Linked DNA regions of Mus musculus: region 2 is linked to region 1. The links are chromatin contacts, called in public promoter capture Hi-C maps. All regions are on one chromosome and are shown on one strand. The core of a region is the stretch at or near the end of the contact, and the rest is flanking DNA. Distances in the headings are between cores, read along the strand shown. Region 1 holds the start of Tns3 (tensin 3). Region 2 holds the start of Zpbp (zona pellucida binding protein).

Region 1 (5,580 bases), core at 2,192-4,691:
AGAATGCACTGTGCCACACAACAGTTTGTGCCACAGGAAGACCTGCCACACAGACACTGAGGACCTCCCCAGGGACTCTGTGTGCAGGACCATGTTCCTTACCACAACAACAGACATGCTCAAAACACTCTTGATGCAGAATTCAAAACAAAGTTCCCAGAAGCTTGGGGAATCTGCGTCTTCTACTTTTACGAGTAACAGGCATCAAGGAAATGAATGTCCCTGCCCCTAAGCTGCACTCAGCAAACTGTGAGTGTACAGAAAATGGTGGAGGAGGGGTGCAGATATGACAGAATGGGATCCCCCCCTTTTTTTTTCAAGACAGGGTTTCTCTGTATAGCCCTGGCTGTCCTGGAACTCACTCTGTAGACCAGACTGGCCTCAAACTCAGAATTGACCTGCCTCTGCCTCCCAAGTGCTGGGATTAAAGGTGTGCACTACCACTGCCTGGCGCCCAAATTTGGTCTCAATGTAAGAGAATGGATGCATGAGTTTTGAGACTTACTTTGTTTGTTTCCTTCTGAAGTCCTGGTTATTGAATCCGAGTTCTCACATGCTACACAAGTGCTCCACCAAAAGATACAGCCAATCCTCGGGGGTTTTGAAATGCAGTACATACTCCTTCTCACCTACGCTAAGGAGTTTAAATGCCATTTCCATGTGGAGAGTCCACTGAGGATACATAGGCTTCACCGTGAGTATTAGGGGTAATTGTGCTCTGGCTGTGAACACGCTCTACTCTCTGAGAAGCACAGGGTGGCTAACACTTAACCAATACCTACTGAAGCAGCCAGCCTGATCCACTTATTTTAGCAGAAATGGTGGCAGGGGCTCTGAGTAGATGAGGCTTGCTCTGTGTCATTAGGTCACTGCTGGCAGGTTTCTTTCCAGGTGAAATGAAGATGCAACCTGTTCTCCCCTGCTTCTGGGTCCTACAAGAAGGGGCCAGGTTAGTGCACCTCTTAACGACCTTTTGCCTAGATCCAATGCCTCGGACTACCTGGTAGGTGGCATGGTCTCATAAAAGTGTTTTACTTTCAGAAAGAAAAAACTAAAGAACTTTTGCTAGCAGTACCCCAGTGTTCCCCACATCCAAGTTCAAACACAGAGTCAGAACAGGCTTCCCCTGAACATATCCATTGCTAACAGCAGGCTGACCCTAAGCAACATAATGTGGCTCCAGGGGCAGACTGCATGCAGATACACCACTAGCTCCCAGACTTTGGAAATTTGTTGGTAATTTTCCTCGTCTGTAAAATTGCTCCTTGTATCCTGGGCAGACAGAAGCTGTGACTGCCAGACAGACTCAAATACCCTCTTCCTTTGATATCTTCCACTCCACCTTCTTGTCTAGCTGACTCCTTGTCAGGCCTTGGCTATACCACGAGTATACCAGCTCCCCTGGAACCTTCTATAGCATAGTAACATATTTGATCTTGTGAACTATGAAGTCAACATTTGCAAGTAGCTCAGTTTCAAAACACAGCAGGCCAGAGAGACACTTTGTAAAAGCTAATCGATTTGCATTTAGGCATATGATGTTCCCTGAAGCAACTACTTTTTTTTTTCTATCTTCTTAGTGGTTAGGTTTCGCATCTGCTGCTGCGGATAGCTTTAGCAGCCTCGGCAGAGGAGCTACCCTCAGTGGAAGAACTGCTGCTGTCTGGACAAGCATTCAAAGCCAATTGCCAGGGAAGCAGCAGCAGCAGCCAGCCTGCAGGAGCCAGGCCATAGAACTCAGACATTGTGTCCCAGAATTCCAGCTACTCCTCCACATTTCAGCTTCATAAACAGGATACTTGGCATTTCTTTGCCCATATGCAAAATGGGTGTGATAATCCCACTTCCCTCTTTCTTCCAAGAATCATTGGGTGAGATGAAATAAACAACAGGCAAAGAGTTTAGTACCACTCAGCCAGAGGTCCTTATTGCCCTCTGTCATTCTTTGGGGGGGGGGGGGGCAGTCACCATGACTTTATCGGAGGTCTGGCTTCTTACCAATTGCCCCAGTTAGTTCTCCAGGACCCAGCAAATGCACCCCCTTGTCTGTGCCCCCCTTCCCTCACATAAACACACACACGCACACACACACACACACACACACACTCCAAGTCCTGGCCTAGCCTCCTACAGCTTCCAGCTGCAGCCATCCCCGCCCCCTTCCTGGTCCTCAGCACAGAAAAGCCTTTCTTAATACTTGTTGATTGATTTGCAAATATAACCTCATAGGCCCCAAAGAGGGAAGCAACAAAATCACAAAGACAGTCAAAAATCTCTTTTAACAGGCAAAAAACTAAAAGCACTTTTAAAAAGTATTCATATGAACAGACCAAAGCCTCAAGGAAATACATCAATATGTCAAAAGGGTTAGCTCTGATGGGGTACACATTATTACTATAGTAGCTCCTGTATTCTTGGTTTGGGGTGTCGTTTTGAAGCTCTATACAGTGGAGCAGAAGGCACAACTCAAGAAACAAAATTTGGAGTGGGCTGTGACAAAGCCGAGGGCGTTCCAATCAGTTGTGGTCACCCTAGATAGTGCGGTCTGCTGGCCCCAAGCCCTGGAGGGAACTTTTTGTGTTCAGTCACGCTAGAGAGTCGGGATCACCTGCTGGCACCGGCCAGAATGCCAGTTGGGGAAGGAAGGGGTTCGGGGTCTCTTTTTGCGGCATAGACTCTCAAATCGATCCAAGCAAACGTCCCCAGGGGCAGAACACAGAACTACACAGAAACCCCGGGGCCCAGGACCCTCCCTCCTACTTGTCAGCTACAGTGCCCGCGTGCCAGGAGACACGTGCCACAGGTGGCCCCCAGGCCTGTGCCTGCACTCGTACTCCTCCGAATAGTGGGAAAAGGCGGGATGAGACCCCTGGCTCCCAAGCAACCGAAAGGAAAGGAAAAGAGGCACACAGCTCACTTGCCTGGAAAAGGCGGGAGTAAAGTCCTGAGAAGTCTCATTGCAGCCCCAAGCGGCTCCTCCGTCTTCTCTTCCCTAACTGTCTCAGGGAGCAAAGTCCGCAGGGCCGGGGCGGCGATAGTGTGGTTCCGCCCCCGCCCTCCTAGCTAGGCGCCGGGCGCCGCGACCAGGACCCTGCCGGCCCCGGAGCTCCGGCCCGCGTCGGCCCGAGGACCTGGCTGAGCCCCAGACTCCCGATCGCCGCAGACCCCCTGGTCGTCCTCAGTCCTGGATCCCAAGCGCCCTTCCCGGGTGCCCCCGCGCCTTGTCCCTACACCCTCAACTGTCTCCGCGCCCAGGTTTGGTGTCTGCTCGGCTGCAACCCAGTTCCAAGACCCCGAACGCCCAGGCTCTGGAACCTGAGCGGGGGCCCCAAACAAAGAGTGTGGCGGCGTGTGGCTGCCCCTGCCCTGCTCCCGACCCTGGTACCTGGGCGAACCCGCAGCGCGGTCCGGCGGGGCGATGGCCGAAGCGAAGCTGGGCTCCGAGCTGCTCGCGGGCGGGCCCGTCCTCCTGGCTGGCCGCCCGCGCCCGCGGCAGGGCCCCCTCGAGGCGGCTCCGGCAATCGCTACGGACCGCCCGCGCACCGGAGCCCTGCCGGTCACCTGGTCTCATCTTCCTAACAATGTCCTGCGTTTCCAGGTGCTGGACACCCGCCCCCCGCACTCACCCCCTCGGGTTCCTGACCCAAGGGATGAGCTCTTTAAAATACCCTCCCACTTCGCTGGCCTCCCTAAATACCTCGGGGGCCCCAGTATTCTATAGGCTCAACAGTTCCATGTCTACGTAAGTGCACCTGGGGAGGGAGGTTCGAGTCCCATTCCTGCAAAACCAGTTTATTGTTTCATCCAGTGTGTCTAAGTGCTGTTTCTGCCAGGAGGAAGTCCTACAATACCCTCCAGTGACTTATTATCCCGTGGGGCTCTACGTGTATCAAGCAGCAGTCTCTAAGACAGCCCAGGATGCTCCAACAGCCCCTTCAACATCCAGAATTCACCAGGCAGGAGGAGATGATGGTGCTGGGTAGAAGTCCCTTGACTTCTTAAAGTGAACCTAGCAGGAGAGAATACGGTTGAGGCTGGCAGGAACACAGGAGAAAGAAGATCTCCTGAACAGCCTTTCTCAGATGAGGACAGAGCAAGATTTCTTAAGAGATCCCCAAGATTCGGATAGCTGGGCCTCTGTGTCCATTTTCTCATTGCGATCTCCAGGGAATGATGGCATGCCATTGCATGGTCTTTCAAACACGTCTGCATAAATGAGATGGAATTTCCATCAGTTTCTAGTGGACACCAGCAGCCCTTAATATCTCTGATTCCACTCCGGGAAAACACTCCAGGTAGCTTTAAAAGAGGGTAGAAATTGTATCTATCTGCTCGGTGCAGCCACTGTCTGAGGTTACCAAAACCTGTTCAATTCTTGCCATATTGTGCCTTCAAGAAAAAGCCAGGCTTGCCAGGAATGGTGGAGAAGCTGAGCTAGGAAAGTAATATCTGGTGGATCTGTTTACAGCGCAGCCTTCACAAACACTGAGGTGAGGCCCTGGATCCTAGGCCAGGCTAGAGGCCGGGCCACACCCTGTTTCCTCTCCCCCAGGTTTGGGAAGGCTATGCCTATCTCTGAGAAATGGAGACATTGGGAGAAGGAGATGTTGCCTGAGGCAAAAGCTTCCCCAGGCCCTGAGCCCCAGGCCCTAAGGAATGAAACAAGCATTTCCCTAGCCTCTGGGAGTCCCACGGGTCATGGGTGAGGAACAGGATGCTTGTAAAGGAGCCTTTAGAGGGGATAGGGAGGAGGTCACAGTCATTCTGCTAGAAAGGGGGACAAGGCAGGAACTGTTCCTTTGCCTTTGACCTGGTAAGAAAACACCCCCAAAATCTTAACTTGACATAGGTAAACCAAGTGGTGGGGATCAGAGCACTGTAAGGTGAGGATCCAAGACTATCCAGATTCCGTGCTGTTCTCTCAGATGTTTACCAACAGCCTACTCACTCCAGCCCTCCAGTCACTGGGTTGCCTTGCTTGGTCCCAGCTGCCCGAGGGACTGCAAGAATTTCCACAAGGTGTTCCAATCACCCTCCTTAAGAGCTAATGTGGGAAAGTACTTGATAGCTCAGAATAAGGAAGACCCCAGGCAAGGCTGGGATTCTGCATCTCTGTACCAGGAGCCTCTGCTAAGATCTCCCTACTCTGTTTTCCCTACCCAAACTAAATGGTCCCAGACCCCTGTCCCTGCCCTCCCTGCGGGGATAGTTCCAGTGTGGGATAGATTCTCTAATTAGATCCTTGTTTCTAGAACAGTGAAGTGGGGGCCAGTGCACGTAATGTCCGTCCTTACGTTCAATGCTAGTGTTCAAAAATAAACTGAAAAGAGAAACTGGACCATAGTATCTTTGAGCACCCCATGTCTGGCTGCTCCATGGTCCCTGCATCTTGTCTACAGGATGAACAAAGAAAACTTTGGATGATTGACCTGGGCCTGGCTTATGCAGAGCTGAGCACCATGGGGCCTCCTCACTTCACATGCCATGACTTTATATTTCCAAAAACTTAAAACAAAAACAAGGCATGAGCAATTATCAGCCCCCCAAAAGGAGATCATGTGGGGTCCCCCCCCCAGGCTT
Region 2 (5,580 bases), core at 1,076-3,575, 2.8 Mb after region 1:
GGTCCAAACTCCATTGATAGAAGCATCAGTGTTTAAGTCAAGAATCCTTTGCAAGCACTACACCTATAACATGAAAACTATTAAGACAATGATTTTGAAACACTTCCTGATAGTCTTCATTCGTTGTTGAATGAGCATTTATGATAGTGTGATGTTGTGAACAGAAGAGGTAGAGAATGCAATACAATGACTGTAAAGTGTTACTCCCAAATCGCCTCAATAGCAGCAGGTAAAGAGGAGAGACTATGGCATTAAAGGCCGCAGTGGAGTTTAAATGCAAATTCTGCCACAGGAAAGTTACTTTAAACTTCAAGTCTAAGGGTTTTCATCTGCAAAATGAGACTGACAATTGCAGCCTTATAGAATTATCATCGGAGATATGAAGTGCTATGTAATTACAGCCTTTACCAGTCACAGTTTACATGTTAAGATACTAAAAGCTTATCCTGTTTTTGATAGACCTTATCAAAAAAAAGGAAAGTCAGGCAATGTTTTTAAACAAAAACACAAATTTCATTACCACGTATGAGGCCAAGAGCCATACTCAACTCCATCTTTTTCACGCAGAATAATTAGACAATCTATTCTCACAGGACTCTTTGTGCCCATCACTTGAACTTTAGTGTTCGATGAGAGTAATCTTTTATATCCCTCTCCCCATCCTAGCTTCCTTTCTGTGCCTGTGATAAACACCACGCCCCAAATCAACCTGGGAGAAGACTAGTGAGGACTGATTTCCCCTGGCAGGTTATTTCTCTCCTTTTTTGTTTTGTTATGCTTTGTTTTAGTATTACATTTTTTAATTAGGTATTTTCTTCATTTACATTTCCAATGCAATCCCAAAAGTCCTCCATACCCTCCCCCACCACTCCCCCACCCACCCACTCCCACTTCTTGGCCCTGGCGTTCCCCTGTACTGAGGCATATACAGTTTGCAAGACCAAGGGGCCTCTCTTTCCGATCCAGGAAAGCAAAGGCATCCAGGACTCAAACCCAGACTTGGAGGCAGCAGGCTAAGCGGAAGCACGGGGGAATAGTGCTTACCGACTAGCTTCCTCTGGCTTGCTCAGCCTGCTTTCTGACATTGCCTGGGACCACCTGCCCAGGGATGACACCACCTCCCAGAGGACCGGCCCCTCCCACATCAAAAGCAATTAAGAAAAATACCCCCACAGACCGCTCATACGTCAATCTGATAGTCAAATCTTCAATTGAGGTTTCCTATTCCCTGGTAACTACAGATTGTGTCAAGTTAAAAAAAAAATAAAAAACTAGTAAGCATGCCCCATTTCTTTCCTTTAACCACAGTATCCCTTTCTTCACACTTCTTCTACATCTGTATCCTTGGTTACTTTATAGTTCTCTTATTTGAATAAACTTTAACTCTGACAAATGTACCTTTAGTACATTTAGGATCTATGGGACACAGATTATTGCTAGTAAGTCTACAATTTCAACATAAAGAGAGGGAGAGGGAGAGAGACCAAACCTTGCTAGCTAAAAAGCCAATCTAGTAAGCGCTCATTTCTTTCTCCGATATATATTTTTGAAACTAGGATACGTGTTTCCAACTACACCCTGCATTTTACATCCAGAACCAACAGAGGGCGCTGCACTATCAAGGATGGTCTAAAAGCTCACTAGGTTCACAGCACAAATTCAGTACTATACAGAGCTACATAGACTCGCTCTGAAACACACGGCTGGCAATGACCCACGAACTGAAGTTTTATTAAGGCACTTTTAAAGTTCGGATAATCTCTTGGAGCAGGGCCTCCTTCACGAGCCCACAGAGGTCTTTTCTATGCAAATGTAGTTTTCAAGATTCCTACACAAAACTAGGCTCACTGGGGCTGTCCCTGCCAGAGAGGGTGTCCTTGTGTAGTCGGAGTCACGTGACACGGGGCCAACGCAATTCTCGTGAGGAGCCGCGGCAGCCAGAGCTCCCGCCATGCGGCGCCGAGCCTCACCTGCAGGGGGCGCCCGCAGCAAGGCGCAGAGCAGGACGGCGGCCAGCGACAGCGGCGAGAGCACGGAGCCCGAGGCCCCGGCCCGCCGCCGGCCCCGCGGAGCCCGGCCCGGGGCCAAGGCCTCCATCCACACGCCGCCGACGGCCGAGCCTCGGCGCAGAAGGTCGTTACCTGGCGCGCGCCCACCCGCCGCCGGAAGTTGGCAGACGGCAGGCCGGAAGGACGGACCGACGGACGCGCCACTTCCGCTCGGGTGATGTGCGGGAGGTGTGCTAGCTTGGGACCCAGCTTGGGTACACATGGGAGGCAAGAGGTCGATCCCCTAGGGGCTCCCTTGACTTCGAGGCCCCGCACCACTAAGGAAACCCTCCAGAACCTGGCTGGTCTGAGATTCCAAAGCGAGAAGAATCTTGTGTCGCAAAGTTCTAACCTTTGCCTTCCCGTGGTGTCTGTGTGCAGAGGAGAAGCCCCTCTTATTACCTTAGCAGTGGATTGAGTTTCAGCCTTTAGGTGCCTAATGGCAGCAGATCCTGAGAACGGATGACTTAATGAATGTACACCTCTCATAAACTTCCTGGCTATAGTAATGCCAATGCATGAAGTTCCTGACTGTTGTAATGCGAACGATTGTGCATTATCAGTGTGTGGGACTTAATAGAAAATGCATGCAGTGAACACCTAGGAGAAATTAAAGGTATTGCCTTAAAAAGTGGCATGATGGGAAAATGGAGGAAATAGACCTTAGATGACATTGACTTTCATGCAGTACTCGGCTTGGAAGATCATCCTCAACTTGGATTCAGGAAAACATAAAGAACCAGCTCACGGACCGTTTAGAATGAGAATGTATTTAAATTGAAAGAATCATACATCTTTTCTGCCTTTGGAAGGATTTAATGATAGTCCAACTAGGATAAAAATAAATTTTATACAAATATATAGAAACACTAGAAGCAGGCTGTTAAATGTTTTCACTTTTAATATGAAGAGATGGGTAATACGGAGTGGAGTAAAAACTTACTGACCTTCGTGTTTTGGATAAACTGTCCAGGACCTTATGCTGAAAACTTACCCATTTATTTCAACGTTATTGCTTGTTTTGTTGTATATTGCAAATTTTCAGTCATCATCATAGGTGGTCGTGGCTACATTCTGCTTATCCTTACTATCATACAATTGATCTGATTTAAATATTCTATACCTGACTCTTGTAGAAGCTTACCTTCTTTATTTAAGGAGGTGTGAGCTATTACCCTTCGGATTGTAATAATTAAACTTAGTTGCAATTTTCATGCAAAACCAAATTGTCTAGTTAAAAAACAGCTCTTAAGTGGACTGCTATGCTTATCGTTTAAAATAGATCGTTTTTTATGCTGCCATTTACTGAAATAACATAAATACCTCATTGTTTTCGTTCTAAGAATTGTGGTAACTTAAAGAAACTGCAGATAATTTAAGGCATTTAAGAATGGACTTTTACATTGGCTATGATTTATGAATTATTTTTCTTAAAAATCAGTATACTATATCTTCCTTGTTAGCGTATTTAAATTAAACATATACCAATGTTTATAATTTATTCCAACCCGAAAAGTTATTTCTAGTTTGTGTGTGTTTGTGTGTGTGTGTTTGTGTGTGTGTAGGAGAGAGAGAGAGAGAGAGAGAGAGTATATATGAAAGAGAGAGACTGTATATGTATTCACTACATCAACTTCAGTATATTCTTTCAGTTACTATCTTGCCCACAAAATATGAACATGTTAAATTTTTACATATACATGTGTGTGTGTGCATGTGTGTGTGTATTGGTTTCCTGAGCATTGGAGAAAAAGGTATAATGGAAATATTACTAGGACTTTTTTCTGTGGTTTGCCTAAAGAATTCCATTATGATGTACATAATAAGTAGTTCCGTGAGCTATGGTTCTACCTGTTGCCAAGCAGCAAAGGCTCTTTTTGTGTTTTTTTATTATTATTATTATGTCCTATTTCTATACTGGCCTATCTCCCTTTCAGCAGAAAAAAATTACCTTAAGACTTTTTAAATGACTAACATTTAGAAAATTGAATTAATTTTATGGTGGATTAATCCTAATCTTCCATTACTGGAAATATGGGTTTTTAATAGTTAAATGGTAAAAAAAAAAAAAAAAAAAAAAAACAAAGGAATTTAATTCATAATCCTCAAAACTGATGAGACAGTACATGGATATGGAGGTCAAGACCATGCCTGGGAAGATCAGTATCCCTAGAAGGTTCATCTTCTCAGAAGGAAAGGCTATTGAGCATCCAGATTACCCGCACTACAGTAACCTCTTACAGAAAATGAACATGCCCTCTGTGAAAGGACTTGAAGACAGACATAACTGTGTCAGATTTGAAAAGAAATGCAACCCTACATTTTTAAAATTTCATCCTTATCCACCTTCAGTCTTGCCGGACTATCATCTTCACTACCCCTATCCCCCACCATATGGGAGGGCATATCCATTAGCACCATTGCGTGACGATGTGCCCTTGGGTGACCCCTGCTCAGGATTTATGAGTCCTGGTGGAGATGCTAATTTAAAGCCTAATATAGGCAGAGCCATACCAAACCTGGTGAGTTTCCATGATGTGAAACCTCAAAATCGAGTTCCTAGACCAGACAAAGGATTTCAAACAACAATAAAAAGGCAAACAATACTTGCAGAAGAACTAAAACAGGATAGGAGATGGAATTCCAGGAAAGTGCCAGACATTTCCATCAAGGCAAAGCTTGGAGGTAAGTAAAGCAACATAGTTTTTATATGTTCTTCAAGTGACGCAAAGGAGAATGAGCTTGAGATTTTTTTAAATTTTAGCAGTTAAATTGACATAAAATGACTGAACAAATTATTTTCAATTGGATTTTAAGAAGGTCTTACAAGTGATACAATGTATAAATCTGCTTGTAAAACACAAATGATTTTTTTTAATTTAAGTTTAATTGGTCAACAGCAAATATATTAACAATTAATTTATTTTAATTATACAGATAACTTATTTTACAAAAGAGGGTCCATGTGTCAGGGTAAATTGTATAAAAGCTTCCTTCATTGTTTCTCTCCCTTGTAATCAATCTGCTGGTTAAAAAGTTAGATTACATGGACTGAAATTAAATGGAAAAGATTAAAGTAAATTGGATAAGAACAGGAACTAAAGAGAAGCAAACCCCTCATAAGTAGTGTTGTGCTTCCAATGGCTGAATTATTGGTGCCACTCTCATCTGTACTATGATTCTCTGGACAGAGATGCAGTGAAAAATATCTCCAAAGGAAAACCACAGCTATTTCCTGTGTAGGGAAGTGTGCATGGTAGGCAGGGAAGGTGTGATAAAAGATTAAAATCTTTGACTATAGGAAAAGGTCAGACCTTTGGCTGGGGTGCTTTGGCTTGCTACTGTGTCAGAAATTACAGAGTTCATCTTCAGCTCTCACCTAAAACCTTAGAGGATAAAGAATGACAATGTATGATGAAGGACAAGGCCACCGCATGTCTGCACAGTAGAAATGCATTCTATCTGATATTCTGCCCAGAGATGGACCATGAAAAGAGCACTCAGCGTGACTCCAGCCTCACCCTCCAACTGG

The links. Promoter capture Hi-C pulls out the DNA fragments that hold promoters and counts their contacts.
Region 2: a contact with region 1 is called in a promoter capture Hi-C map of pre-B cells, with 5 times the contacts expected there. The contact joins the promoter of Zpbp here to the promoter of Tns3 in region 1. A contact is called at or near these places in 3 of 39 promoter capture datasets (hippocampal neurons, liver and pre-B cells), 1 of 115 datasets of contacts at active chromatin or transcription factors (large pre-B cells) and 2 of 9 other capture datasets (adipose tissue and liver).

Annotation. Positions count from the first base shown.
Region 1 is chr11:8,661,094-8,666,673 of GRCm38.p6, forward strand. Tns3 (tensin 3) reads right to left here and starts at 3,442. Exons shown (of 31, transcript NM_001083587.1): 1 at 3,386-3,442.
Region 2 is chr11:11,460,094-11,465,673 of GRCm38.p6, forward strand. It overlaps Zpbp (zona pellucida binding protein), which reads right to left and starts at 2,326. Exons shown (of 8, transcript NM_015785.2): 1 at 1,971-2,326. The coding sequence starts at 2,271. It overlaps Spata48 (spermatogenesis associated 48), which reads left to right and starts at 3,651. Exons shown (of 9, transcript NM_001347068.1): 1 at 3,651-4,733. The coding sequence starts at 4,163.